7 separate regions of the Mus musculus genome follow, and regions 2, 3, 4, 5, 6 and 7 are each linked to region 1. A link is a contact called in public HiCAR-type, HiChIP or PLAC-seq and promoter capture Hi-C data. All regions are on one chromosome and are shown on one strand. The core of a region is the stretch at or near the end of the contact, and the rest is flanking DNA. Distances in the headings are between cores, read along the strand shown.

Region 1 (4,180 bases), core at 583-3,082:
CCTCTCCTCTCCTCTCCCTTCCCCTCAGTCCTTCTCTCCCTCCCCACCTCTCTCCTTAACTATCCTGCAGTATGAACCATGGAAAAAGTCCAAAGGACAATAGGTCTAATTGTATTCCAAATTGCAGCCATAACCAATAACCTACAGAACTTCCTGAATACCTCTAACAGGGCAAGAGATTTACCTAGAATGAAAAAGTGGTTTAAGATCTTTTGAGTTTTATCAGTTGAAACCTGATAGAAAGGAATTTCCCAGGATTCCTGAGTCCACCACCAAGCGTTTCCTGACAGGAGTTTATCCGATGTTACTAGGGTGTGCAGTTGGGAGGGGGGCGGGGTAAGGTAATCAAGACTTTTTTAGCTACGATTATATGTCAGATTCCTAACCTCCCCTCTGAGGAGAGTTCGGTCTCCATGGGGAGACTGTCGATACAAGACTACAAACAAATTCGAACAATCTGAGGACTGTGCAAGACAGCACAGGTTTATGAAGTCCGGACACCACATGGTTTAGAAAACAGAACTGCAAAAGTAGGACTGAGGAGGGGAGCATTAATTATAGGCAAGCCGAAAAAAGGCGTTCCTGGCTCCTTAGGTCTAGAGTGACCACCGCCCTTGAGAGGGGCGAGGGGACGTGCAGCATTCATTCTAAGGCTATTGTTTAAGTATGGCTGACCGGACCAGAGGTTTAGGATGAAGAACACAGTGTGTAAAGGGGAAATAGGGTCCTGCCCTGTCAATCATGAACACTGACACGGGCTGAAGGTACCCCAAGACTTTCGTGCCACGGAAATAGGCAGTGTTGCAGATTTCCTCAGGAAAACATTGAAGGCAAAAAAGTGTGATCACACCCAACCCTTTCCTCTATGCCCAGCCCAATCTCTCCCACGTCCCCCAAAGGAAGAGAGCACCAGGTCAAACTCGTTTGTTTATTCTTTCATTCAACCAGCATTTCGCTCTCCTCGGGGGTCTTTGTTCAACCGAAAGGGAAGGGCCCTCGCCATTCCGGCAGCACCGAATATTCTCGTCTAGGGGTCCCCCTGAGCCGCCCGGCTCTGCAAGACCAAAAGCACCACCGAGGGATCTGGGCTGTAGAGAAAGCTCCAGGCCTACATTCCAACGAGGGCGCTCTCGCTGGAAGCCCGGGGAGACGCTAGCACCAGGGGTGGGGTGGTAGCAGGAGGGAAAGTGTCCACCAAGAGGGAACAGGGCGCCCCTGGGCGGCCTCGGAAGAACCCAGCCCGAGGTTCTTTTATTAAAGGTGTGTCTGGCTTGCTGGTCAAACGCAAACCCTCCCTAGTACGCTGTGGCACGTGCAACCCAAAAGTCTATGCCGACACGCAACTGCGAGCCGCCTCTCATTCACCACCAGGCTAGCACTGGAGAGTGAAAGCACATCTAGGTGGAAAGATCGAGAACACAAACCGGCCCTCTGGGCAGCGTGGCAGCGCCCGCCCAAGTTCTGCGGGAGAAAAAAAAAAAAAAAAACCCTTCACGTAAATCAAATCTTAAGTCACGGGCTGGGAATGGTTATGGGGGGGGGGGCTGGGAGGGTAGGGTACTGCACACTCGCCGGCTGCGTCCCCGAAACGCAGCGTTGGAGACCGGGCTGGGAGGGAATCTAAGGGATCCGGCTCCGTAATTACAGCAGCCGCGGGTGGCGGCCACCCACGGGGCTGCAGTGCCCCGAGCCGCGGGGAAGCGGGGTGCGGCTGGCCCCCCGATTCGGGGTGCGGGGCAACCGGGAGGGAGGCGGAGCCCAGGTGCTGTTGATACACAAAGGCGAACGCCCGCGCCCCGCCCACTGACGCGGCGCCCCGCCGCTATAACTCGCGCTCGGGAAGCTGCTCCACACCGCGCCACGCCGTCGCCCGCGCCGCTACCCCTCAATCTCCGCCGGAGGATCGTGATCGCCATTCCCCGCTCTTTTTTTTCATTTTTCTTTAATAATTAAAGAGGAAAAAAAAATCCACCTCTTCTGCCTGTTGTTGGATTACGGGGAAATTTTAAAAATTTTTTATTAAAAAAAATAAAAGAAAAGGACTCCGTCACTGTTACATTTTTTCCCTCGTTTTACAATTCTGGTGTGTGACCGAGACAGCCCACGGGAGACGCTGCCGTGAGGTGGGCCAGCTCGCAGGGAGAGCACCGAGGTGAGGCGGGGGAGGGGCGGCGGCGGGGACGCGGGCGGCGCCGGCGGCGGGAGCGGGGGCTTGCGGCCACCCGGCCACAGCCTCCCGTTAGGGGGAAGGGGGAATCGCGCACGGGCCGCTCGGCTGCTTGCAATCGGGTCTTGTGCCTCGAAAATAATCGTCCGGTCCGGGCGTGGGGCAAGGCGAACCGCGCGAGGGCTTGACAATCAATCGCCCCTCGGTATTGCATCAGTTCCTCCCGGGGTAGAGGAGGGGCGGGTGACCGGGTACCCGGGGCAGTCCCCGGCTTGCCGGAGGCTAGGCTCGGCGTGCGCCCTGTAAACAAGCCCCGGCTGGGGCAGGGGGACCGGGCTCAGCGCCGGGGCGGCTGGAGGGGCGCCTCGGCGGGCGCATCTTTGTTCTCGCGGCCCCGCCGTCGGTACTTTTCCGCCCCTCGCCGCGCCCCCGCCCCTCGCTCGCCTGGTACTTTTCCACTCGCCTGGCGGGGGATGAATCAGCCGCGCTGCGCCGCTCGGCGGCGTCACGTGGTACGGGGGGGGGGCGGGCGGGCGCGCGCCGCAGTCCTGACGCGCCGCCTTCTACCTTCGCAGGCAGCCTCGAGGGCCAGTGCGCCGCCAAGGACAAAAGGAAGCCCGCGCCGCGAGCGAGCCGCACACCGTCCGTCCCTCCCGAGCAGCATGAAGAAGACCGAAATGGGAAGGTTCAACATCTCCCCGGATGAGGACAGCAGCAGTTACAGCTCCAACAGTGACTTCAACTACTCATACCCCACCAAGCAGGCTGCTCTGAAAAGGTGGGAAAAAGAAATGTGCTTTGCAAATTAAAAAAAAAAAGCCAGCTTGCACACACGGGTGCCTCGGGGCTGGAGGGATTGCTCATCGGTTACAGGCTAACGCGCACACCCAGGAACCAGAAGGCTCACCCGAAGCCTCGGTCTCCCCTGGCTCACAGCCCCGGAGAGAGTAGCCTGCTAAATTACCCGGTTGTTACTGCATGACAGATGGTATTACCTTCGAGAACACCTAGTTCATGCATTAACTTAAGCAGAACTGAAGGGCTTTACATGATGTAAACTATAGTTTTCGTATCTTTCAGTTGGGTTACAACGGCCTTTTTAAAAAAAAAAAAAATTATGTGTTTGCAGCCATTATGCCGACGTGGATCCCGAAAACCAGAACTTTTTACTTGAATCAAATTTGGGGAAGAAGAAGTACGAAACAGACTTTGTAAGTTAACAGTACTGTTATGTGCTTGGCTTTATGGAGTCAAAGAATAGTGTTACTTTTAGATTTCAAATCTGACTTGCCCGAAGCTGGTTTTTCTCCTTTTAATTATTGTTATATGTTTGGTTATCGTTTCCCTCTGTGTAGCATCCAGGTACTACTTCCTTTGGAATGTCAGTATTTAATCTGAGCAATGCGATTGTGGGCAGTGGAATCCTTGGGCTTTCTTATGCCATGGCTAATACTGGAATTGCTCTTTTTATGTAAGTATGTGTAAGTGGTGCCTGCCGTGCAGGGCAGTTAATATGATAAACATATTCTTGGCTCCAGGAAAAAAAAAAAAAAAAAAAAGCAACTTGCGGTTCAAAGTAGTCGGTGTTAAAAATAATTTAAGCTTGAAAGTATGGGAAATCCGAATCTCTGTTTTACTGCTATTATTGTACGTCCTCGTGCAAGCAAGTTAGACAGAACGTGGGATAGCGCTTAAAACTGACCGGTTAAGGCCAGCCTTTCCAGAAGGTATTGTTAATTGTAAAATAGATGGGTTTTATAAGTTGACGGTCTCGCCCTAGAACCTGTGACATAAGGAAAAGAAGGTTGGAGGTGTATAAGGTGTGGTGGTATTTACCTAGCCCAGATCATATTTGTCTAAGAGCAAGTGAGTCATAATTTTCTGGATGCTAAAGAGCAAATTCACTTTTTAAAAAGTCTTTCCGGATACATAGGATTGGTGCCTGACTTCTAAGTAAGAGTCTACTAATTTTTTTTTAAGTTAGTTGGCTGAACCTCCAGAAGTCATGTTTTG
Region 2 (4,180 bases), core at 1,008-3,507, 1.8 Mb before region 1:
TGGTCTCCATAGTGACAAGCAAAGGCAAGCTCACCTGTGAGTGTGCCCACACATACACACAAGTTGCTGGACAGGGTAGCTCCTGCTTATAATTCCAGCAGTTGGAAGCTGAGGCAGAAGGATTACCATGACTTTGAGGCCAGTCTGGGGGCATCTCTCTGGACAGGGAAGAGATTCAATGTGTTAGATATTACACAATAGTCTTATAAGACAGAGCCTAGAGGCTTCATTTGAATTAACAAAGTGAAAAAGTCACCTGTAAGCTTGAGTGTCAGTTTGCTGTGGAGAGATTCCTAACCAGACAAAATTCAAGAGAGTAGAGATCTGGGACTGACAACACACTTGCTGGAGTTGGCAGTCTAGCTCGGCTGACCAGCAGGCTTCAGGATCCACCTGTCTCCAGCTTCCCTCCACCCAGCACTAAAGAAGCTGAGGCAGAGCCAGGCCGTGGTGGCACACACCTTTGATCCCAGTACTTGGGAGGTAGAGGCAGGCAGATTTCTGGGTTCGAGGCCAGCCTGGTCTACAAAGTGAGTTCCAGGACAGCCAGGGCTATACAGAGAAACCCTGTCTCGGAAAAAAAAAAAAAAAGAAGCTGAGGCAGGAGAGTAGCTATTTGAGGCAAGATGGCTGTATAAGGAGATCATGTCTTAGGCACAGCAATAGGAACAGTAGCTGGTGAACATTTTTCTTATTTTTAAATGGGAGAGTTTACATCATGTACGCATGTACCTGAATTCTTATTGGTGTGAAGAGACACCAAACCACTGTAACTCTTTTTTTTCCCTTGTTTTTTTGAGACAAGGTTTCTCTGTGTAGCCCTGGCTACTCAGAGTCCTGGAACTCACTCTGTAGACCAGGCTGGCCTCGAACTCAGAAATCTGCCTGCCTCTGCCTCCCGAGTGCTGGGATTAAAGGCATGTGCGCCACCATGCCGGGCACAAATAAGTTTTTAAAAATGGTGCACTCCAGGTTCAGTGAGACAAGTCCAGATCCTGTCTTTGACCACAGAGACCCCCTTGCCTCTCTCCACAGTGTTCAGATTACTGGTGTGTGCTACCTACCGTAACCGTACCTGGTGGCTTTTTCATCTTTTGTTTTTGAGACACGGTTTCTCTGTGCAGCCCTGGCTGTCCTGGAACTGGCTTTGTAAACCAAGTTAGCCTCGAACTCGGAGATCTGCCTGCTTCTACTCTTCCCCCCCCCCCCCCCCCCCCCAGTGCTGGGGTTAAAGGAGTCTGCCACCACTACCAAGTGGGAGATACTCTCTTAAGAGAATAAGTTGGGAGGCAGAGGCAGGCGGATTTCTGAGTTCGAGGCCAGCCAGGGCTGCACAGAGAAACCCTGTCTCCAAAGGGGGGCGGGGGGGGGGGGAGAAGAAGAAGAGAATAAGGCAGAGAGCCATCGGATTTCTATAGGTGTGGTTGGAATCTTTAAAGAATCGTGAAAACGGAATAGCCTGTTTCTATAATACACTATTCGGCAGGGCGTTGAGAAGCATGCGCTATGCCAGAAGTCATTTTGATTTTCCATCACTTTATCTGTAAATAATGTCTACCTAAAAAATAATGTCTACCTCTTAGGGCTGCTCTACAAAAATTAATTAGTACATATATATGATTCATGAGATAGAAAGAGTTCGAGTGTTTACATGAAATGACCAAGAAAAAAAAATTAAATGAACTGGTTGGTCACCATAGAAAACTAATAAAACCTTTTCATGTGTAAACAGAAAACACGGTCAGCCACCGTCCACTTTTTTTCTTTTCTTTTTTTTAAGATTTATTCATATGAGTACACTGTCCCTGTCTTCTGACACTGCAGAAGAGGGCATCGGATCCCGTTAGAGTTGGTTGTGAGCCACCATGTGGTTGCTGGGAATTGAACTCAGGATCTCTAGAAGAGCAGTCGGTGCCATTTCTCCAGCCACCCCAATGTCTACTCTTCTGCTGTGTAGGGACGGTAAAGAAGTAGCTGCCCGAGAAGACTGGAGACTACTGCCACCAGAAGACGAACCCTTCAGATGGAAAAATATCCGAATCCGGCGACTGGCGGTGGCCCGCCTTTCCGACGGCCCACTCACCGGCCGAGTTTCTGACAGACACTTCACTTCAGCCACTCCCGTTGTGGAGTCTCTCACTGTCCCGCCCTCCACAGGCTAGTGTTAGTTCTGACCAATAGGAGCACAGCACCCTCAGCGCAGCAACCAATCAGCGTCTAGGGTCGCGTTCCGAGCAGGCGGAGCAGCCAGAGGGCAAGCTGCGCGGTGCCGCGCGGTGGGGGAGGTAAGATGGCGCCGTGCCGGGCGCTTCTCCTTTGCTGTTAGGCGCTGCTCGCCTTCTCTGTCAGCTCAGCGCGGCACGTCGTCTCCTGCAGCGTTGGAGCCTCTCTGGTTGCTAGGCTTTCGGGGAGCCAGGTTCTCCGGTGCCGGGAGCCGTGGGACAAGATGGCGCTTGTAGGACGACGGCCAAGGCGCTCGGGTCGGGGCTGTGAGCGCTGAGGCGGCCAGGGACAAAGGCGGCGAGCCGGGGCGTGGGGGCGGGGCGTGCCGCGCCGTTGCAGTGGTGCCGCGTGGGACAGGCGCCGCGCTTCCGGTCTGCTGCTGCGGAGATTCGGCCAACGTGGTAGGGGCCCGGGCGGCGGGCGGGTCGGTGACGGGAGGCTGGAGGGCGGCCGCGGGAGCACGCAACCAGGACTCGTGGCCGGGCTAAGGCCGTTTCGATCTGTCGTGTGACCGCCCTCCCCGCAGGTTTTGGCATGAACAGGATTCGGATTCACGTCTTGCCAACGAATCGGGGGAGGATCACCCCAGTGCCCAGGTCGCAGGAGCCCCTTTCCTGTTCGTTCACTCACCGCCCGTGCTCTCAGCCGCGGCTGGAGGGGCAGGAGTTCTGCATTAAGCACATTCTTGAAGACAAGAATGCACCCTTCAAACAATGTAGTTACGTCTCGACGAAGAATGGAAAAAGGTGCCCCAGTGCTGCCCCAAAGCCCGAGAAGAAAGATGGGTACGTGGAGAGGCGTGGGTTATATGGGTGCCTTCGGGCTCCGAGAGTCGTTCTTACTTTTCAATGCACGCCAAGCACAGGTTGTATCACCGAGCCTGCTTCAACGCCCAAACCTCCTACCGTTAGACTTTTATTACATTTCGAAGCATTTATTTCCCGTTGGTAGTTTGTTTTGTGTGGTTAGGGACACGTGGGGAGGTCAGAGGCCAATTTGCTGGAGTCGGTTTTAGTACCTCCTGGTACGGAAGGACAGACAGAAGGTTAAGCTAGGCTTGCAGAGTCACAGACTCCCCCACCCCCGGCTCCTCTTTTGAGACAGTCTCGCCCTTGCTTGGAACAGTTTTGGCAACCCTTTATGGTTTTTTAAAGAACTTTCATGTGTATGGGTGTTTGCCTGCATGTGTGTTGGTGTACCACGTTCATGCTTGAGGGGAGGGCGTTGGGTCTCCTGGAACTGGAGTGGGAGAATGTTGGTGCCACATGCTTGTCCCCTGCCTTCAGTTTTAAAGTGCAAAGGGGAACATGATGTGTAGAGTTGGTCGTATCTGCGGAGTTTTAGGTCGTGTGTTTGTAAAAAAGGTATTAAGGATATTCACTCTTTGGGAGGCAGGTCAAAACACTCAAATGCTCAGAGGTGATGATGCTGGCAGCAGTGGTGCAGGCCTTTAATCCTGGCACTTGGGAGTTCAGGCCAGCCTAGTAAAAGCATTGAATTCCAGAATTGCCAGGGCTAAACAGAACCCTGTCTCAACCCTCCCACCCCACCCCGCCAATAATGAGAACTGGAAGGCCATTTGAGGGAGAGATATTTAGTTAATCGCTTGCTGGAAAAATTAAGGTTTTGAGTTCTGATTATGGTCAGACTGATTTTAACCCTTAATTCTCCTGCCTCGGCTTCTGGAGTTCTGGGATTGCAGCTCTAAAGTCTTCTTCCTTAAACATCTATTATGAGGATTCACGTGCTGCCACACACACGTGGTCGGAGGGTAGCTTTCTGCTGTGTGGGGGGTGATGGAACTCAGGTGGTCTGTCTGGCCTTGGTGGTAGGCCCTTCTGTTTGCTGAGTCACTGAATTGGCACTCTAAGTTAATTCTTCATGCTGGAGCGCTGACTCACTTGCCAAGCCTTGTTAAGTAATGGGCACACTGTGTGTGTGTTTTGGAAGGGGCATC
Region 3 (4,180 bases), core at 678-3,177, 1.8 Mb before region 1:
TTGGTACCTAGTCTTGATGACAACTTATAAATACTGATTCTGACATCAGAGAGAATCATCCGTATCCCAGGCAAACAAACTCATGGCGAGAGGGAAGGCCAGAAGGAACAAAGGGGAGATAACGTCCTACCAAAACAACCTTTTTATCGGAGCTGCTACCAGGCCCACCCACAATCAGGGGAGGGCCTTCCCACACCAGTCAGATCAACTTCTTCAGAACATGTCTTCAGGCGAGGCTCCGTATTCGGTGATTCTAATCTGCGACAAGTTGACATTAAAACCAACCATAATATTTTTATTTTATAGATTCAGAATTAGCATCTATAGTAATATGTGCGTAAACTCGACACTGGTGGATTTATATAGGGAGAAGAGAGTAATTAGATTAAATTTTGAATAAGAATCTAATTCTGGAGCTGGAGAGATGGCTCAGTGGTTAAGAGCACTGGCTGCTTTTCCAGAGGTGCCCAGTTTCCCAGCAACCACAGGGTGGCTCACAACTATCTGTAATGTGATCTTTTGCTCTCTTCTGGCTTGCAAGCATACATGTAGGCGGAACATTGTATACATAATAAATAAATAAATAGGTCTTAAAAAAGAGAATCTAATCCTGTCAGTTAATAGTCAGATTGTTCTATGAGTGGACTAAATTCCTTTTATCACGGCACGTTTAGTCCTGTCATCAGGAGGCAGAGGTAGGCAGGTCTCTGAGTTCGAGGCAAATCTATTCTACAGAGCAAGTTCCAGGACAGCCAGGGCTACACAGAGAAACCGTTTCAAAAGCAAAAGCAAAAAAAAAAAAAAAAACCTAAACAAACAGAAAAATCTTTCACCTCCTCTAAGGCCAGGAAGCCTCACTTAAATTTCCATTTGTGGTAAACAATCACAAAGTAAGGATGTTGGAAGCGTGTTCATAACTCAAGGACTGCCTGTGCCTGTAGCTCAGAGGCAGAGCACACATGTGCCATGGGACTATCTATCCCTAACGCCGGGGAAGAAAGCAATGCGAGCCCACCCACGGAAGTACAGAATCCGCGTTCTCAAGACAATGTGCTGAGAAGCGGAAGTGCACAAAATGGGAACTGAGAGAGAAATGAAAAGCGTCTGCTTGTGCTTTAGAGAATGAATTCATTAACACCCCCCCCTCTTTATTTTAAATAAAAAATAAAACAGACTCTGGGCAAGTCCCACGCGATGCTGTATTCCAGGCTAGGGAAATAGGAAAGTAGCGCCTGGGCCAAAGGTGTCCAGTGCGGGAGCAGAGAACAGCCACAGGATAAATGTGCTTATATTCCCTGTACTATAATGGCTTTGCAGGAACTTGGAAAGCAAGAGAAAGCCCAGGGGAGTTACTCTGGATCTGGTTACTGAGTCTCTGGGACAAGGCAGATAGTGAAGTGTCCTGCTGACTGCGTAGGAGGCAGAAAAAATTAGCCTCCATTATAACCTATTCTTGAAAGCAAAGCTTACAGGTCCTGGGACCACAGAATCGGGGATAACACTTGCTAATGATCCAGGTGACCACTGGGACGCCTTTTATTATGGAGCCGATGCTGGTGAAACGTCAGAGACGGTTAATAAACACAACTCTACAATGCGGATAGTCTGAGAGTTAAGAGTGCGCCAGGCTTCCCATTGTAAACAGTTCCTCTAGGGACCATGGTGGATGTTCAGCACAACACATGGGGTCAGCAGGGGCTGGAAACAGTTGGCTTCTGTGGACCGTGCAGTGGCGTGCTCCCTCAATCCCCAGACCTGCCGCTGCTTGCATTGCAGGTACTGATGCTGCGTGGGACCGAGGCTGGCTGCTCCGACACACCTCTTTGTAAATGTGTCTACATTTCGGGTCTTGAACCACCCCTGCCCACCAAAGGCTTGGTTGCTTGGGAGATAAGTTGATGAACTATGGGCAAAACACAGCCCGACAGCGCCCCCGTGTGGTCTTCGCGGCATTTGGAGAAAGCCTGTATCGCAGAGTCTGTCATGTGGAGTGGGGGCATGTGAATGTGTGTGTGTGTGTGTGTGTGTGTGTGTGTGTGTGTGTGTGTGTGTGTGTGTGTGTGGTGTGTGTGTGTGTGTGTGTGTGTGTGGTGTGTGTGTGTGTGTGTGTGTGTGTGAGAACTGTCTTTGACTTTGGGTCAGTGCCCTTACGCAGTGCATCAAGAGCAATTCGTTTTCACCTTGGAAGATCAGCGATGGACATTTGTTGTATCATGTTATCCTAGGAATATTTATGTAGCATTACCCCAGGAATATTTATGTAGCCCTACTATTTTCTGTGGTTTGGAGACGGGGGGGTGGGGATTTGGTGTCCTGGGAAAGGCCCAAGGTGGTCACTTTGTATCATTATACCGATATCTATATAATTACACATTTCTGTTATCTATCATCTATTTATCTATCAATAATATCCATCTATCCCTACCATCTGTCTAACTACTATCTATCTATCTATCTATCTATCTATCTATTCTATCATCATTCTAGTTCCTCCTCCTCCTCCTCCTCCTCCTCCTCCTCCTCCTCCTCCTCCAAGACAGGGTTTCTCTGTGTAGCCCTGGCTGTCCTGGAACTTCCTCTGTAGAACAGGCTGGCCTCGAACTCAGAAATTCTCCTGCCTCTGTCTCCCAAGTGCTGGGATTAAAGGCGTGCACCACCACTGCTCTGCCATACCGTCAGCTTCTAACAGTGCTTTATGAAATGTTAGAAGTATGTTCCGGGGGATTAAATGGGAGTGTCTTTTCATATTCACTTCATATGAGTCTGCTGATAACAGAGGCCACTTTCCAAAGTGAAATGCAAGACTGAATGTTTACAAAAAAGAGTCTAGAAGCTTGCTTTACATTTTTTCTTTAAAAAAACATTTTTTTAAAGTTTATGTGTATGGATGTTTTGTGTGCATGTGTGCATGTGTAGTGCATATGTGCCTAATGCACTCAGAGGCCAGCAGAGGGCTTCTGATCTTCTGGAACTGGAGTTATAAATGGTTGTGAGTTGCCACGTGGGTTCTGGGAACTGAAACCAAGTTGCCATTAAGGCTCATGGTGGCACATGCCTTTAATCCCAGCGCTCAGGAGGCAGAGGCAGGCAGATCTCTGAGTGTGAGGCCAGCCTGGTCTGCAGAATTCCAGCACAGGCATGGCTACACAGAGGAAACCCTGTCTCAAAACAAACAAACAAACAAACAAACAAACAAACAATATCCAGTGCTCTTGGAGGGGACTCCTCCAAGGGCTTGAATCACTTTCTAGCTTTGCCCTTTGAGCTAAACCTTGTCTTCTAGGTTCCAGCTGCCTGCACTCCACTGCTGTTGCTGCTCTTGGTGGTCATCTCATGGTACTGGCATCTCCAAAACACTGCTGTCTTCTGCTGCAACTGGGCTTCACCAATGGCCTCTCATAAGCTCTCTTTATGGTGCCAAACATCAACTCCCTTGTGTGACCCCTTCAAGTCCTGGGCCATCAATTGCAACTGAGGCTACACCCTCACCAATGGCCTTCCGTGGCCTCTCACAGTGCCGAGCCTCAGCTGCTCTGCATAACCCCTTCATGCCTTCAAAACCAGTACCACTTGGGTGACTCTTACACATTACCAAGTCCAGCCACAGCACAAGGTAAAATCTTGTCTATCTCTGGAACACAGTCTCTGTGCTCTCAGAAAACACTTCCCAGAAGATTTCACCTCAATGATGCTGGTCTCTTCTTAATCACCGCTAATTTCTTAGCTCCAGCTAACCAGCATCAATAGTCCCAGTAATGCAAAGTTTTTGCTTTAGTAGTTCTAGTATTTTGTTAATCACAGCTGATTCTTCAGCCCCAGCTAACAAAACCACAGAATCTTCACAATCAAAATAGCAATAGCCCTGATAAGAGCCTTTAATCTTCCCTCTGAAATGTCACAAGCCAGGCCTCCATCATTTGCACTGTTCTCAACATCATCTCCCAAGCTCCTACACAACATCCCACAGAGCTCTTAACATCCCAATGGCTCTTCTAACCCAAACTTCCAAAGTCTTCCTACAGTCCTCCCCCAAACATGGTCAGGTTGTCACAGGAATGGTCAGGTTGGTACCAATTTGTCTTAGGATTACTATCCCTGCACAAAACATTATGACTAAGAAGCAAGTGGGGGAGGAAAGGGTTTATTCAGCTTACACTTCCACAGTGCTGTTCATCACCAA
Region 4 (4,180 bases), core at 1,172-3,671, 1.4 Mb before region 1:
CTGGTGCCAAAGAAGCTCATTTGCTTGAGAAGAAAGAAATATTTGGGCGGCAGGTCAGGCGGGAGTCAACAGCACTAGTCTCCCCTTTGAAGCTCTAATAGCTCTCCGTCTATGTGCTCTTGGTTTCGTTTTGGGTAGAACTATTCTTCACCGTGCACCTTGGACATAAAGCCTTGTTGATATGATCATCCTCTGTCTTCCAATCCTTAATGAAAAGGAACCACACTTCATCTCTGTCCCCCGAAAAGCTGAGGCCCTAGGAAGTAAACGCTCAGTAGAAGTCCCGACAAATCTCAAGCAAAGTCTCCAAACACCTCAAGACAACCTGGGTGGGCAGCCTATTTTATTACCACTAGCAAAATGCAATCACTCACACATTTAGAAAATACTGATTTTTTCCCCATAATCTAAAAGCTTTAATATTTACTGCTCAATAAATTTGGGGATTGCGTAGAGGAAAGGAGAGCAACCATCAGGACATAGAATTGTCTTCTCAAAAAAAAAAAAAAATTCCCAGTGCAACAGGAATTAGAGACATTTTTTGAATAGTTTGTCTAAAAAAGAAGAAAACCAAGAACAACATAAAATAGAAAAAAGGACAAAAACAATATTAGATTTTATTTTATTTTTTTGGTTTTTGAGACAGGGTTTCTCTGTGTAGCCCTGGCTGTCCTGGAACTCACTCTGTAGACCAGGCTGGCCTCGATCTCAGAAATCTGCCTGCCTCTCCCTCCCAAGTGCTGGGATTAAAGGCATGCGCCACCACTGCCCGGCTCAAATATTAGATTTTAAATGTGACAAGAAGTCAATGTTTTACAAATAGGCAATGTTATAAAGATTTCATGTTACTATTCTAATTTTTCTGTATGTTTGAATATTTTTATAAAAATATTAAAATTTAAAATTGAGAATCATTATTGTCCTTATCTTTCTTCAGGAAGAAGAAGAAAAAAAAATAGAACAGACACTGTAGGCTTTGCAATTTTATAATGAAGTGCTCTCAAGCTCCATTTTGTAGTACAGTACCATGACGATAGCTATACAGCGGTTTGAAATTGGGCAAGTGAGAAAGCATTTGGGAAGCAAGACTTTGTTTTTTACTTAAAATCAAATTTTCTAGAAATAGAAGGATATTTAAGTATTATTACAGCCAATGAAAGACCCACAATGTGAGGGCTCCCCCACGTTCTGACTCAGGAGAGGCGACACCCCAAAATCACCCACAAGAAACGGGTCTTGCTGCAAATTGCAAGAGGATTTTTATTCAAGAGCGCTCTCGGGCCCATGGTCATACACCACGCAGGGGTAGAGGACCGTGGCGCCCTGAGTAGCTGGGTAAGGGGGTATTTAAAGGAAGAAACCGAAACTTAAGGAAGTGGGGAGGGTGTTGTTGGAAGATACCAAAGATACCAGTTAAGAGTCACAAGGAAGTGTAAAGTTACAAGAGTCACAAGGAATACCTGGTAATTGTTAACTCTCAAGACAGCTTCTAAGAGCCTCTAACAATAGCACATTTGCATTGCAGGTTCTGGTAATGGCCAGGGTGACTTTCTTTGAATGAGCACTCTTTGAACCCAGGAAGCGGGTGGGTAGAGGAATGTTGCTCTCTTTTTTGATTAGCATACCTTTACAAAGGCCACATTCCCAAGCCTGGGCCTAAAGGCCTAGAATTCTGTTTTTACGTTGTTATACTTTCACCAACACTCAAGAAAGATAATACTCGGAGAAATTGAGCGAAATACATCAGTCTCAAAGCCAATGCCCGAACCCTGTACTCTTCCTTCTGTGTTGGGTCATTGAACTACAGCTGGCCCAGAACCTCCGAAGAGAGGTGACTGCCACCCTCCAGGTTACAGTACTTCATCTTGCTAGATCCTTAGACCCTCTGCTGTGTACAAGTGCAAACCTGCTTTTGTTATGTAGTGGGTAAATTCTGAGAGAGAGAGAGGGAGAGAGAGAGAGAGAGAGAGAGAGAGAGAGAGAGAGAGAGAGAGAGTTAGTTCAAATAAGCTGGGCTTCCTCAAATCAAGATTGAGAGGCAGTCACCAGCAGCTTGCTCTGTCAATTATGTGACGCTTGTACTCTGAAATGGATGATGCTAAGCAGAGAAGACGGTGGGGATGTGGTGCCAGGACTGTTTGCAGATATAGACTCTGGGAGGCAGACTAATGGGATGCCCTGGTCCACACAGACGCAGACTTATAAGAATAGGCTTAAAATTCGGGATTTTCCTCCACCATTGGACCAGGACACGAGGCCAGAGGCTAGGAGTGATCTAGCGATCGCGCCCACGTCCTATAAGCAGCGACAGGGGAATGCGTCCAGCTCCTTAGGAAAGTTTTAAGAACCCACCAACGTCCACAGTCTGCGCAGGCGCACTCGGCTCGCTCACACTGGCCTGCGCGCAGGCGCCCACGCACTCGGCCGGCTTGCGCTGTAAACCCCGGGGCTGATGCGAGCCGCTTCTGCTTCCGGGTCACGCCTTGACAGCGGCTTCCCGGACCGATCTGACCCGCGGTTCGGTGAGTGCGGCCGTGAGTGCGGGACGGTGTTGAAGCCAGCCCCCCTCCCCACCCCCAAGTCGGTGCTTCGCAGCCTGTGAACGCCCCTTAGCCGCCTGCCCGGCCTCTGTGCCTCCGGACCCGGCCACCGTTCCCGGCCTTTGCGGGTGGTGGGGGCGGGGGCTGGTCGGCGCCCCGGGGTGCAGGCTGAGACTCCCGGGACTCGCCCGGATTGCTGTGAGCGCCCGGGGGTCCCTGCCGCAAGGGACGCAGCAGCCCTGGCCTTTGCTGCCCTGGCCCCCGCCCCTCTCCGTCCGTCTGTCCGTCCAGACCCGGCAGCTGCGAACCTCCAGCTGTCCGCGTCCTGGGATTGGGAGCCTCCGGCCAGGCCAAGGGTCACCGCGGGGGCGAGGCCGACGCCGGCCCTGAGCAGGGTCTGTTGAGTGTATTTGTGCATTGCTTTAAAAAAAAAAAAAAAAAGTTTTCTGTACATTCCATAGGAGGGAGAAGAAAAAACAGGGCATGGAGCAAACGAGTCACAGCTGAGGGAAGGACCCACCGGGGTCAGATTGCAGGGTTGCTGGCCTCGGGGGCCACAGGGAAGTTGATTATCTTGATCTATCCTGACAGCAGATGCTGTCCTTGCGAAAGGCACACAGTTTCACCTGGAGCTTCAAGGTAGAGTTCTTAGCCTGGAAGCCAGGAACATCCATAAAATGAGTGCAGGGTTTAGTGCCATCTGCTTAATGTACCAGGAACTTACACAACCACATCAGGTCAAGCCTTCTGCTTTGTCCCCTCTGACCAACACCGTTGCTGAAACCCGGACTATACCTTTGCGCCCACCCCACCTCCCAACCCCATGCTTTTTTGTCCCCTTTGTTACAAAGTTTAAGAAAAAAAAAACAGGATTTGCCGAATTCTAAGCCATACCCACAGCCTCGCATACCTTTCAGACAGCTGTTAATGGCTACTGATTAGCAAAAAGAAACTAGAGTTTATACTACATTATCGAATGTATAAAGGGATAACCCATCGCAAATTTGCGCTTCTTAGTAGTTGCATGTGTAATTATATATATATATTCTACAGTAAAGCTTTTGCTTCTGAGTCACACCCTGACAGCAACTTACCTAACCCAGGGGTTTGGTGAGTCCGATCCTGGGTGCTTGATGCTGTGATGCCAATTCAAATATGGATTTAACAAATTTATATTGAGGACCAGCATGTGCCAGGCACTACTTAAAAACCTTCTCATAACCTTTACTCTTAGGGGTGGGGTTGATTTTTTTGTTTGTTTGTTTTTCGAGACAGGGTTTCTCTGTGTAGCCCTAGCTGTCCTGGAACTCACTTTGTAGACCAGGCTGGCCTCGAACTCAGAAATCTGCCTGCCTCTGCCTTCCAAGTGCTGGGGATTAAAGGCGTGTGCCACCACGCCCGGCATTCTTTCCAGTTTTTGATAGGTGCTTTTTTTTTTTTTATAAGGATGCACCACCTCAATAGCTGTTATTTAACACATCTTCCATAGTTAAAGCTTTTATTGTAGTTGAATCTAAATACGTTGAATTATTTTCTTTCACCGCTCATCCTAGAATTCTCTACCATAACGTAGTTTCAACACATTTGCACAGCCATATTTCTCAGGCATGTTGACTAGCCAGTTATTAAAATGTTTTTAT
Region 5 (4,180 bases), core at 877-3,376, 1.4 Mb before region 1:
GAAAGCAAAGGCAGAGTCCGAGCTGCCTGCTCATCCTCGTTCTGCGCTCTCACACTGGGGCAGGGACTGGAGCCATGGTCTGGCGCTGTGCAAAGCCTGAAATACTGTGTCCTCTTAGTAAAGTCTCCTGACCACTGGACTGCACTGCTGTTAAGGGTAATTCCTCTATGTGGACTGAAAATTTCTCCGGGGCTGATTATTTTTAATTTACATCCAGTGCTGAAGAAATGACTCAGCAGTGGCTGCTTTCTCTTCCAGAAGATCTGGGTTCAATTCCCAGCACCCGCATGGCAGCTCACGACTCTCTGTTAGTCATCCGCACTGGATGCCCTCGTCTAGCATCCACAAGCATGAGGCATACATGCGGTGCACAAACATACATTCAGACAAAACTTATAGCCAAAAAGAAAAAGAAAACAAGGCCAGTTCTAGAGCTTACGCACTGAAGTTTGTGCACACAGGAAGCTCAGTAACACTTGCTGAAAAGCATCAGTGACCCGATGTACCACAGATGTGTGAAGAGCAGGCTTGGGGTTGGGTGTAGCTCCATAGTCTACTGCTAAAAGCACACTCAGGTCTGGGAATATGCTACAGTTGAACAGCATTTGTAAGGCCCTGGGTTGGATACATCACAGGTAAGGAAAGGAGGGAGGGAGGGAGATGGAATCAGTCTGGATGGCCATAAACAGATTAATGGGTAATGGAAATGTGGTACATGTATGGAATGGAATTTTACTCAGCTATAAAGAAAAAAGCCTAAATTATTGCTTTTTTTTTTTTTTTTAGAAAAATGGATGGATCTACAAAGTGTAGTATTAAGTGACCCAAACTCAGAAAGACAAAAACTACATTTCCTCTGTCTCTCATATGAAGCTCCTACCCTGTAAAGTAGACCTGTATACGCATGAACGGGAGTAAGTGTGGGTAAACCCTTAAAAATTAGAGACGAGACCAAGAGAGATGAGAATAGGTGATGAAGGATGGGGGAGGGGACATGAAAGGAGAAGAGAACAGAGGGGTGCACAGCAAAGTCAGGGGTCACGGGGTGGGTGGGGGAGGTGAGAGAAAAGGAGGGTCTACTAAAACGAAATTTTGTTCTAAAATGTCCCAGAGATAACTAATAGCTCATATGCTAATTTGAAATAAAAAAGCAAATCAAAACACTCAGGCACATGTAGGACTTAGAAAGTGACAAACCGGGAAAGCAACATGAACACACATAAACCTGGCATGCTAACGTCTCGATTTCTGCTGGTCGTGAGAAAGACTACATGATTAGAGAACCCAATGGGAACCCAAAATTTTGGAAAAGAAGAACATTTATCTAACTGTTCTGGCTCTTTTTCCCTGAGGGTTTTTCTTTTATTCCTGGAGTTCGTCACCAGATTGGCTCATCACCTGTAGAAGCCCCCACACTTCCCCATGTCGTGCTTTCAGTGGAAGAGACGAGTTCACCCTACCAAGGTTAGCTGGCCTGTGACAGCGGCTCACGTTCTCCTGAGTTTGTATGTCAAGAGGCACAGGACACAAAAATACATGCAGTTCGTATGCCCCCATACTTCATGGACTCACGGTGACACGCATGTGACATAGTCACTGATGCTAAATATAAATATACAGAATCGTATGTGTGTGAGCTCGCAGGGGGCAGGAGGAACACAGCCTGGAAGCATCATAGGTGCACCAATTTGAACTGGATATGTGCCAGGGGAGGGGTCAGGCAACCAAGTGCAACACAGCCCAGCACCCCTGCCCATGCCTCTGGGATCTGAGCGTGCAAGTGCTGGGCGGTTAACCGAGGGGCTCCGCTTCTTCACGAGTGCCCAGCACCCATCCCCCCTCTCGCCTGCGATTTCGGATGCCTTGTCACGTCTGGCCCTCTGTTCCTTTCCGTCCTCCCCACCGCCTGCTCCCGGCACGGCACGTTCGCTCCCACCTCACTCTTGGCTTCGCCCCTCGCTCTCCACCCAAGGCCTCCCTCTTGCCTTGTAGTTTTAGCTCTCCTCCGCCGCTGCTTTCTTGCAGATTGTCCTTGGGGAAAGGGGGAGGGGAGCTTGGCGAACACGGGGAGGAGCCAGGTGGAGGCAGCCGCGGGAGGAGGAGAGGCTTCCAAACCTCTACAGGCCGAAAATGGCAAGGAGGCTCCGCCTCCCTCTGCTTGCCTCTCTCCTCCTCTTCCTCCACCCCTTAAGAACCCTGATGCCTTGTGGCCGCTGCTTGCATGCTTGCTTCCCGAGCACATCTTTATCTTGGGAGCTAGCTGCTCGTGTGCGTGGTGAGGGTTAGAATTTATCTAGTTGCTAATCTTGTCTCCAACTAAGCCAACTTTTTCTCTCCTGGCTTGTCTGCTATTCCTTGAATTCAAACGTGTGCCACTGTTAAAATCCAACCACAGCAATTGACCACCCCTATCGCGCTTTCAAGGGACATGTTTATCTGGAGTCTGTGTGCCAGGCTTTGTCTTAAGACAGATACCTGCCTTTAAGAAACACAGAACACTGGTATATCTTATACAATAACCTCAAAAGTCTTTCCACGTTTGCATCATTTCTCAGAGAGGAAAGAGGGCGAATCCAGCTTGCATGCTACCACGGACCAAAGAGGGAAAGGCCCCTTCTCAAGTCCGCAGCAGCAGGTTGCAAGAGTCTGGGAGGGAAAAGCTACCTCCCAGAAGATACTTTTGCAGCAGGCGCTCTAAGGAACACTGGGCTGGTGTTCCCTGAGCACCACCAACATCCCCAGCTCACACCCTCTGCTCTGCTGCCTCCCCTCTTGTCTTTGCTTGAATGCTTATCCACAGTCAACTTTACTCTGTGTCCCAGGACCGGCGGATTTCTCTACTGCCCTTTCTTTCTCTGCTAGCTTTGCCTCTGCCATGTACATTCCGGCTGCCAACGATAAGAATGCAAGTGAACCTATAAAACCGAAGGCAGTATTTGCAAATCATGTATCTGATAAAGGACTGGGATGTAGAAGAAAGACCCCTCAGACCTGCCTAGTAACCCCACCCGGTGCTGGTGCGGTCTGCCTTTCTGTACCCTTTCCCCCACCCACCTCCCATCTTCTACCTCTCTCAACCCTCATCTGAGAGTTTCTATTTGTCGTAGGTGGTGATTAACACAGCAACCACAGCTGGACAAAGTGCAACAAATAATAGACCGCACCCCCACCCAGGAGGCCCAGGAATCATTCCCAAGGAAGGGTCAGAAAGAAGGGAAGGGCCAGAGGCAGTGGGAGGCTGCAAGGAAAATTATCTTATGGGCACACCGGGGCAGCTGCAGATATGAATCCAGAGCAGTTTCGACAGCATTTACAAAATCTGTGCAAGCCAAGTCCAGACCATTCCAGCCATGGAGCAAATGGCAATCCTTAGCTGCTGGAGGCAGGGAGAGACAGTTTTCTGAGAGTGTAGCCCCTGATGAGTTGACTCCAGAGGAAGACCACATCCAACATTGTTTGGGCAGCACAGATTGGTCTTAAAGGGTTAAAAGAACACAAAACCGGGTGGGTAGCGAAGGGGAAGAGATTGGGAAAAGCATGGGGAGTGGGGATGAATTTGATCACATATGTATATATGTATGTATGTATGTACACATCAGAGGAGACTCAAACCTCTCATAGAACTAACTTTAAAAATAATAAACTTTATACGCGAATAAAATCCTCTAACAGCTCAGTAGTAAAAAAGACAATACGTTTTAAAATGGGCAAAGGATCTGGACAGATATGTTATCAAAGAAAACACAGTTGGCAAATAAACATACGCAAAAACATTCATTTGTTCTACCACCAGGGAGCTAAGAGACTCTTACCCAGCTATCAAATGGCTCAGATAGGAAGAGATAATATTAAATACAGTGAGACTGCAAGGCCGACCTGAACATTAGTGAACATCGTTCATTGTTGGCAGAATGCCCATTAGTTAAAGGCAACTTAACAGTTTCCAGTCACAGACATGGCCATCACATAACTCTTAAATGAGTTACATCATGCCCTCAAACATATTTACAGCAGCTTTGTTCACTCTTGCCCCAAAATAGAAGCAAGACATCTCTCGAGGTAAATAGGTAAAGAAAGCGTGGTATGTTGATATGACAAAGCACTATTCAACAATAAGGAAAATTAATTATCAAGCCGTGAGCAGACATGGTGGAAGCCTAAATGCACCTTTCTCAGCAAA
Region 6 (4,180 bases), core at 922-3,421, 1.3 Mb before region 1:
CATCTTTCTCAAAGATTACTTGGTGTTCTTTCATAGAGAGGAGTTGGGAACAGAAGAAGGTATTGGCAGATGAGAGCCAGCCAACTCACGTTCTCTGAGGACGCAGCCTCTGGTCACTGTGGGGGATCAAAGCCACCAACTCATTGACTTGCTCTAGAAAAGCAGCAAACACAGACTCATTCTGTAAACCCCAGGTATGAGTGGCCCTTCCTCTTCTTGTCACATTTCGCCGTCAACTGGCACAGCTGAGATTCAGCTGGGCTTAGACACTAAAACGTACACTTTTGGTTGGATGAAGGAACGGGTAAATGTAGAGACAGGATAAGAAAAGCTGGAGGGGAAGAAACAGATTAGCCTAAGGAGAACGCCACAAACTGTAAAACTTCTACCAGCACCGTAGGGCTGCGGCACTGAGGCTGGGGGGCTCTTGCCTTCGCTGTCTTTGACGAAGTCTCGGAACATCTCAAAGCCATTGTCACTTTTCACTTGGAGCTTTGTGTGGTTTGTAAGGTTCTTAAAAGCTCTAATCTCTGTGACTCCCCCAACACCTAGGGTCAACTTAGTGGCAGCTGTTGCTACAGATAATCCAGGCCCCACTCCTGAGCCGACTGTCACTCCCCACCCCCTGGTATTCTGCTGACCCCTGGCTACTGCTCATGGTGCCTTTGTTTGTAAAGGATCTGCTAGAATATCTCCTTCACAATGCTGTGGCCATCCTTATGAGCAAGAACGATAGAGAAACATCCTTGTCAACAGATCCCACAGCAGAGAAATAAACATTCCAAACCAGAGAGGGGCTGGGAACCCGGAGTGGCCTAGGAAGATGTCTCAGTGGATACAGACGGGATTAGGTCGGCCCACGGGGCGTGTCTGTGAGTGATTTTCTTAACTGGGTTTACTGAAATGTGAAGACCCTCCCTAAATGTGGGTGGCACCCATTTCATAGGCTGTATCTCTGAATGAATAGGGAAGGGGAAACCAGGTACGAGCACTCCTCGCTCGCTGTTTGCTGTGACTATAAGGTGACATAAGCGATTTCAAATTGCTGCTGTTGTATAACTTGTCCTCAGTGATGGAGCTGTGACCTGGAGCTGTGAATCAGAATAAACCTTCATCCCCTAAATTGCCATTGTCAGAGTATTTTATCAGAGCAACCAGAAAAGAAACTAAGGCATTAATAAAGGAGTAGAAATGAAGAAGAGAAAGGGTTCCGAGTGTAAGATTTAAAAAAAACAAAAAACAAAAAACCTGGAGTCTGTCCATTTATCAGGGCAGCGGAGCTGGCTACAATTCAGGGCGGGCTATGACTATGGAGGGCTGGCTGGAGCAGATGCCAGAGTGCTTTCCGTGTGATGGCCGATGGTCTCACCTGCTGGGATGTAGCCTGCTCCTTGGCAGGTGTGACAGGTGATGCTATTTCTCCCAGTGAACTCCACATAGGGGAACTGAGCGATGGCTTCCTCCTGATCTCTATCAGCCAGCAAGTCCTCCGGGTTGTCATCCTTCTTTCGCTGACAAAATGTGAGGGCAGAGGAGTGCTGAGACCCCATGTGTCATCTCCTATATGGGGAGGGGGGTGGTGAGCGCGTGTTAGTGTCCATGTGGGGCCGCTCTAGAGGTAAAAAAAAATCACTTCTGCATAAAGTGCAAAATACTGAGCAAGAGGCTGTTGTTCTAAGTGTGTGCCTGTGTGCGCAACACTGGCAGTTCCTACTGCGGCCTTCCTTTTGCAGCAGTGTCCCGTGTCGTGTCTGGCCTCCCCTCCCCCTGGAATAGGACGGCCCTCGCTGGATTAGGCTCTCTGCCCGGAAGACCCCATCTCCCCTCCTGCTCCCCCACCCCACCCCGCCGCTTCCTCCCCTCTGTTTGCAAACTCAAAAGGCAAACAGGCTGCACCTCGGGCACACAAACAACAGGCACCAGATTAATTAAAGGCCTCAGCGATCCCCATTCTCCTCCACTCCCAGCCGAGGAGGCGGGCTCAGGTCACGCCCCCGCACAAAAAAAGCCACGTTCCGAACGCGTTCAGGCCTCCGAGGCTCGGGAACGCGGGCGCCCCCGGACCTGTGGCGCACCAACTGCTGGCAGTTACTCCCGGGACCACTCCTCCCTCCACCTGCCCGCTCCAGCGAGTCCTCGGCGCGCCTCCGCCCGTGCGCACGCGCAGAACCGCAAGCCCGCCCGAGGACCCGGGCGAGCGCGAGCGCCTGCGCCTGCGCCCTGAGCTCCAGCGCGTCCCTCCTGCCGCGCAGCGGCAGCGCACCTACCCACCGGTAGGGGGCGACAGAGAACCGCGGAGGTGCTCGGAGACAGAACGTCGCTCCTCTATACCCCCAGATCTGAGCTTCCGGATCAGAGCGCTTCTGTGTGAGAGGAGGACGGCCAAAGCCATTCTCTCCGCACAGGGACACGGGGCATAAAGAAACCCAAAACCCAGAACCTGTACTAGGTCCCGGCAGAGGATCTGAATGCCTAAAGAGCTTATGGAGAACCACTGTGACAAGGGGCCTGATTGGAGGCAACTTCCATCGGAGTCCTGCTGGCTAGTCAAAAGAATGAAACCCAAAGCTAAGTTTTGCAAGGTGATCCTATTTCAGGACCACTATCCACAAAAAACGTGGGATGGGCATAAAGGGTTTGAGAGCTCCTCCGAAAGCTAAAGTGCCACAGAAGCGAAATGAAACTGGCGAAGAGGGCTAAAGAGCCCTGTGTGATGGTGCACGGGGCTTCCAGCATCTGAGAGACAGCAGGATCGCCACAAATTCAAATTAGCCTAGAACGTGAGTTTGAGGCCAGCCAGCAAAGTGAGACCCTGTTTTAAGAACAGCAAGAGAAGATTTATTTTATTTAAATGACGACCCTGTAGCCGTCTTCAGACACTCCAGAAGAGGGCATCAGATCTCATTACAGACGGTTGTGAGCCGCCATGTGGTTGCTTGGAATTGAACTGAGGACCTCTGGAAGAGCAGTTAATGATCTTAACAGCTGAGCCATCCCTCCAGCCCTACTTCTATGTCTCTTACTTAAATAAATCTGATGATATTGGGAGAAATAAAGGCTAAGCTAAAAACATATTGTTTGGTTGCAGTTAATGAACTCTGGTGATACTGTTCTGCCCAGTTTGGGGGAAGGTTGTAGATTTTTTTCTAGTAAAAATTCTGTGTCTCCTTAAAGTAGATAGAGACTCAGCTGATCCTCTCACTCTTCCTGTCTGGACTGTGAGCTTGGTATTAGAGATTAAAGTAGCTGTGTTGTGACCAAGAGGCCATGAGGAACTCTGGACAGAAGGATAAAAGAAATCAGGTCCCTGATAGAATTCTGATCTTCCTAGATTTCATGTTCTCACAGTGGGACACAATCCTAATAAATATAGACACAGCGCAAATAAAGAGGAAAGCTTGGTCTGTTAGTTGGTCTTGGTTTTGGAGTTTTTGTTTGGATGGTTTGATTTGGTTGTTTTTTGTTTATTTGTTTTTTTCATAATTTTTTGTATTATTTAAATGCACTTTATACATCAAACATATTAATATTATGGAGTATTTTGAGAATCAAATAATACATAAAATTTTGTTCAACTTTTATATTCATATCCTAAAAATATCATTAATGAATATTTAATACTATCCATAACTGAGGATCCTATATCTAACATTGAATACTAAATTGTTTCAAAACATACAAAATATTCTATTGTAATTAAGCATAGTAAAAGAGCATAAAATATTAAAAATGAATCATTAAGGAATATATTCAAAAGCCCTTATATGATAGCACCTGACATAGTGAGAGAGTATTTAAAATGCATTATATATCTGTGAACATTGTCTAACAATCAGTTTACTTTAAAAAGATTATCAGTGTTTCTAAGAGAGAAATTACTTTATCAGTAAGTATATTTTAAAAATTTCAAAATAGCAAAAACTTTTTGAAGTGAAACATTAAGAAAATGCTAAGTTCTAGCATAGAGAGAAAAATTATCAATAATATTTCCATGATGTTTGTAGAACATGATTTTACTATTTTCAACTGTTAATATTCAACAAACTGTAATTATTTTAAGATATACTTTGTTATGTCTCCCTTTTCATTTCTGATTTTATTAATTTGGATACTTTCTCTTTGCCCTCTGGTTAGTCTGGTTAAGGAAGGGTTTACGTATCTTTTTGATTTTCTTAAAGAA
Region 7 (4,180 bases), core at 1,245-3,744, 1.1 Mb before region 1:
AAATGCTGAGTCAGAAGTGGAGTGCTTGCAAGTCAGAAAACCTGCTGACATTCCACCCTAAAAGAGGAAGGAGGGTGACTGCCTGTGGACCCCCCTGCCCCAACTCATGCCGGGTCGGGAATGAGTGCCCACCCGCCCCCTCCACCAAGCAGTTTTGGCTCCTCACAACCACCTCAGGTTGCCAATGTCCAAACAACCTGGGAGTTGTGTGTTCCTGTCCCAGCTAATTGTGGCCACGTGCCTGTCTCTGAAGGCAGCTTCGAGGCTAGCCTGCCTCAGGTCAGGCAAGGGTGTCAAGGAACTAACAAGCAGGGTCACAGGGAGGCCCTTGTGGCTGCCAGGAGTGGGGGCTGGTACCCTCCCTCCACTCTTTGTTGTTGTTATAAGACAGGGTTTGTCTGTGTAACCCAGGCTGTCCTGGAACTCAGAGATCCACCTGCCTCAGCCTCCCTTGAGTATCATTCCCTCCTAGCGATAAGCAGCCAGACACAGCTTGGGAGAGTGGACAGTAGCACTCAGCACTGCACGTCCAGAGGGGAGTCTCAGTCAGCGGCATCTCCTGCCAGCAGGCACTGCCATGCCTCACATGGCTCCCTCCACTGGCCTGACTCTGAACCAAGTCAGCTGACCCCAGCAAAGCTTTTCCTCCCTCCAGCATCCAGAGAGCTTATCTCAAGCCTCAGCATCCAGCCCTGGGCCAAGGCAGTGCCTTCCAAACCTGGCAGCAGCAGGGCCAATAGGAAGTGTGGAGGAGGGCAGTAGAGGGGAAAGGCTCTGTGCACAAGTAGGCTTGGGTGCTGGCTATTCCAGAAAGGTCAGGAGTCCACAGGTGCCCCCCACCCCCCAACCCATACAGGGCTCGAGAACTCCCAGCCAGAGCATCAAACCCAACCTTCATGGTGCCCCCAGTCTCTTGCTTGGCACGCCTTAGGTTTAGGAGACGTGCATGCCCTCTGATAAGGCAGAAACCCCACCTCCGGCCCTCTCTCTCTCTCAGAACGGCACTTGGTGCATTCAGAGGCCATGAGTGAATTTGTTTTGGTTTTTTGAGACAGGATTTCTCTGTGTAGCCTAGGCTATCCCAGAACCCACTCTGTAAACTAGGCTGCCCTTGAACTCAGAAATCCGTCTGCCTCTGCCTCCCGAGTGCTGGGATTAAAGGCATGCACCACTGCTGCCCAGCATAAATTAATTCTTTCGAGTTACTCCATTTTTAGATCTTTGGCCAAGGATTTTAGCCATGGAATAAATGTTGTATCTTAAAACGTTTTCCTTACACATACTTTCGCCATACATATTACTTCATGTGGCTGTCGTACTGTTGGGTTAGTTTCCTCCATAGGGCTTTTAATGCCTTTAGCATGCCAACCTGAATCCTTCTGAGTTCTAGGGATGGAAATCGGGTCGGCCAGGCTAAGGCTGAGCCATCTTGGGGGCACATCGTGTGGCTGTTGAAACCCTGGACACATTATTTATTTACCGTAAGCCTCGATTGATTTTTTTCTAACTGTAAAATGGGCACAAATAATGTTACTTCAGAGGACTACTATTAGGATTAGATGACATAAGGAGAGTAGATTTGTTTAGCCCAGCAAAAAAATATTAAATGATGATAATACGTGTAAATAATATATTTGGCCTTCACACAAGAGAGGCTAAACGGCGTGACCCAAAATTACACATTAGAGAGCACGGCTGGGCCTTCGCCACCTCCTCGTCCCTCAGGGATTAGCAGATTCCCACTGGTTCCGACCAGAGCAGATGGACACAGGTGTAAAGGGAATGTCCAGTGACACCGGGTCCACAGTACAGTCCTGGTCTCGGCAGAGGGCCTCTGGGGCTGGAAGGGGGCTGGCTGATGGGTTTCCCCACGAACCCCACTTATTATAAGAGATGCGGTAATCCCGCACAGTGTGCGTGTTGAGGGAGCGAGGGTGGCCAGGAGATGGGCGCGCAGAGGACGCTCTAGTGGACACGGGGTGGAGGGTAGATTCACAGGGTGCGGGGGACGCAACAGCCCTGGAGCCGCAGAGCTGTGCGAACCACAGGGGCGGGCTGTGGGCACCCTAGGTCCCGCCACGTTCATAAGGCGCCAGGTCCCAGAGGCCCGGGCACTGCCCAGGAACCCGGGCCTGCGCTGTCTCCAGTCTCTCTGGAGTAAACAACGCTCCCACCCCCGGGCAGCGCCACCGCAGCCGCCGCGCGCAGCCCGCCCCGATCACCCCGCGTCCCCCGGGGATACCTGCGAGACCCCCCATCGCCGCAGTCCCCGGTTGTCGGTAGACCACCGTCCAGACGAAGAAGATGGAGAAGCCGGCTACCGAGCTGAAGCCGGAGTAGGCGGCGCGGAGGCCGAGCTGCAGCCGGGACGGGGCCATGGGGCAGCGGAGGAGCAACGCCGCCGAGTCACAGGTGCAGGGCCCGAGCTGGAGCCCAAGCCCCAGCCCCAGCCCGAGCCCGAGCCAGAGCCGCTGCCGCCCGGCGCTCCGCCCCCAGCCCGCCCCCGGTGCCAACGGCACAGCGCCCTCCCCGGCCGGAGGCCGCTCCCGACACCGCCGCTTGGCAAAGGCCGGCGACCCCTGGTGGAAGGGCAGGGTCCTGGCCTCATCCCCAGAACGCCACCTATCTAGCCTTGGCTGGCCTAGAAATACCGTCTTTACCGGAGCCGGCTACAATGATCATTTAAAAATATTTTGTATATGTGAGCACACTGTAGCTGTCTTCAGACACACACCAGAAGAGGGCATCCGATCCCGTTACAGATGGTTGTGAGCCACCATGTGATTGCTGGGTTTGAACTCAGGACCTTTGGAAGAGCAGTCAGTGCTCTTATCCGCTGAGCCACCTCTCCAGCCCCAATGAGCACTTTTTAATTTTTAAAATACTTTTGAATTTTTTTTTGAGACGTGGTGTCTCCACGTAGTCTTGTCGGTCTTGGAATTCCCTATGTAGGCCAGGTTGGCTTGGAACTCATAGAGACCCTTCTGCCTCTACCTCCTGAGTTCTGGGATTAAATTTTGAATGGGAAGTTCAAACTCATTAAAAGGACAAGTTAAGGCTATAGAAACTAGCCAGCTGTGGTGGTGCATGCCTTTACACTGGTAGAGGTGGAGGCAGAGGGAAGCAGATTTCTTTGAGTTCGAGGGAAGCTAGACCCAGTCACAAAAGTCACAAACCAAAACAAACAAGGAAAACCCATAAAACTGCACATGATGGCCCACACGTGGAATCCTGGCAATTGGGAAGTGGCCGAGGCAAGAAAACAGATCTGGGGAGCTAGTTTGATTCCCCAACTTGCCCGAAATTAAATAAGTAAAATAAAACTTGAAAAAAAATCTAAAATAATATAACAACAATTAACATATTCATTCTTTTTACCAGCCAGGTGGTGGTGGTGCTCACCATTAATCCCAGCACTCACTAGGCAGAAGCAGGTGGATCTTGGTGAGTTGGAGCCTAGCCTGGTCTACAGGGGTCAGCCAGGGCTACACAGAGAATCCCGGTCTCAAAAGACCAAAATAAGGGGAAAAAAATCTTTCTATCCATATTTCGAAGCAGTGGGTTTCCTTCCCAAAAGTTATACACACAGCACAAGATTGCTCCACACGTTTGCCACCATTTTAGTTTATTAAATTAAAAAGTGATCGTTGGCCAGGCAGTGGTGCCAAATGCCTTTAATCCCCGCATTTGGGAGGCAGAGAAGGGCGGATTTCTGAGTTCGAGGCCAGCTTGGCCTACAGAGCGAGTTCCAGGACAGCCAGGGCTACACAGAGAAACCCTGTCTCGGAAATTGTAGCTGACTCTGATAAAGACGCATTTCCAGGCCCGCCTAGGATCAGCTAGGTAGATGAGAGTCTGAGGATGAGCCTAGGACCCTACCCTTCCACCAGGGGTCGCCCGCCTTTGCAAAGCCGCTGTGTGGGGAGTGGCTGGCCAAACCCACTCGCCTCTAACACTTTCTTCCTTTCCTTTCCTCAACTCTCATGCCCCAATCCCTTGCAAGCCTTGCAAGCTTGCCCCTGCCTCTGCAGTGCATCCACAGCAGAACCGCCCCGTGTCTCCACCAGCTCAGCTGTCAGTATGGACTGCTGACAGGGAAGGTCAAAGCAAAAGCCGGGCTTCTGCACTCTTCAACCCAGAGTCCTCTGGCCGGGCCACCCGGCGCACCCTTAGACCTCAC

Evidence for each region. Promoter capture Hi-C pulls out the DNA fragments that hold promoters and counts their contacts. HiCAR-type assays count read pairs that join an accessible place to other places. HiChIP or PLAC-seq counts read pairs in DNA pulled down with a chosen protein or histone mark.
Region 2: a contact with region 1 is called in a HiCAR-type map of astrocytes, with 2.1 times the contacts expected there. The contact joins the promoter of Kansl2 here to the promoter of Slc38a2 in region 1. A contact is called at or near these places in 4 of 39 promoter capture datasets (the C10 cell line, embryonic stem cells, hippocampal neurons and 1 more) and 3 of 115 datasets of contacts at active chromatin or transcription factors (astrocytes, embryonic stem cells and extraembryonic endoderm stem cells).
Region 3: an H3K27ac HiChIP or PLAC-seq map of large pre-B cells shows a contact between it and region 1, with 2.7 times the contacts expected there. The contact joins the enhancer-like site here to the promoter of Slc38a2 in region 1.
Region 4: a contact with region 1 is called in a promoter capture Hi-C map of hippocampal neurons, with 2.2 times the contacts expected there. The contact joins the promoter of Asb8 here to the promoter of Slc38a2 in region 1.
Region 5: a contact with region 1 is called in an HNF4G HiChIP or PLAC-seq map of pancreatic cancer cells. The contact joins the promoter of Pfkm here to the promoter of Slc38a2 in region 1. A contact is called at or near these places in 2 of 115 datasets of contacts at active chromatin or transcription factors (astrocytes and pancreatic cancer cells).
Region 6: an H3K27ac HiChIP or PLAC-seq map of microglia shows a contact between it and region 1, with 7 times the contacts expected there. The contact joins the promoter of Tmem106c here to the promoter of Slc38a2 in region 1. A contact is called at or near these places in 2 of 39 promoter capture datasets (hippocampal neurons and pre-B cells), 1 of 484 Hi-C or Micro-C datasets (B cells) and 1 of 115 datasets of contacts at active chromatin or transcription factors (microglia).
Region 7: a contact with region 1 is called in a promoter capture Hi-C map of 3T3-L1-derived adipocytes, with 6 times the contacts expected there. The contact joins the promoter of Slc48a1 here to the promoter of Slc38a2 in region 1. A contact is called at or near these places in 7 of 39 promoter capture datasets (the 3T3-L1 cell line, 3T3-L1-derived adipocytes, the C10 cell line and 3 more), 1 of 484 Hi-C or Micro-C datasets (B cells), 3 of 115 datasets of contacts at active chromatin or transcription factors (astrocytes, embryonic forebrain and pancreatic cancer cells) and 1 of 9 other capture datasets (embryonic stem cells).

The regions. Positions count from the first base shown.
Region 1 is chr15:96,697,380-96,701,559 of GRCm38.p6, reverse strand. It overlaps Slc38a2 (solute carrier family 38, member 2), which reads left to right and starts at 1,832. Exons shown (of 16, transcript NM_175121.4): 1 at 1,832-2,152; 2 at 2,743-2,945; 3 at 3,297-3,378; 4 at 3,523-3,638. The coding sequence starts at 2,830.
Region 2 is chr15:98,532,346-98,536,525 of GRCm38.p6, reverse strand. It overlaps Kansl2 (KAT8 regulatory NSL complex subunit 2), which reads left to right and starts at 2,257. Exons shown (of 10, transcript NM_133714.5): 1 at 2,257-2,624; 2 at 2,750-3,008. The coding sequence starts at 2,758.
Region 3 is chr15:98,508,383-98,512,562 of GRCm38.p6, reverse strand. No RefSeq gene overlaps it. Among named protein-coding and RNA genes, the nearest start is that of Snora34, 9.4 kb to the left of the region's middle. Within about 2 kb of position 1,927, at least 97 of the 459 cell types and tissues checked have an H3K27ac peak or open chromatin away from gene starts, as enhancers often do.
Region 4 is chr15:98,143,943-98,148,122 of GRCm38.p6, reverse strand. Asb8 (ankyrin repeat and SOCS box-containing 8) reads left to right here and starts at 2,421. Exons shown (of 4, transcript NM_001170710.1): 1 at 2,421-2,522.
Region 5 is chr15:98,106,417-98,110,596 of GRCm38.p6, reverse strand. It overlaps Pfkm (phosphofructokinase, muscle), which reads right to left and starts at 2,126. Exons shown (of 23, transcript NM_001163487.1): 1 at 1,986-2,126.
Region 6 is chr15:97,962,220-97,966,399 of GRCm38.p6, reverse strand. It overlaps Tmem106c (transmembrane protein 106C), which reads right to left and starts at 2,171. Exons shown (of 8, transcript NM_001252153.1): 1 at 2,065-2,171; 2 at 1,370-1,560; 3 at 90-153. The coding sequence starts at 1,550.
Region 7 is chr15:97,782,679-97,786,858 of GRCm38.p6, reverse strand. Slc48a1 (solute carrier family 48 (heme transporter), member 1) reads right to left here and starts at 2,494. Exons shown (of 3, transcript NM_026353.4): 1 at 2,243-2,494. The coding sequence starts at 2,378.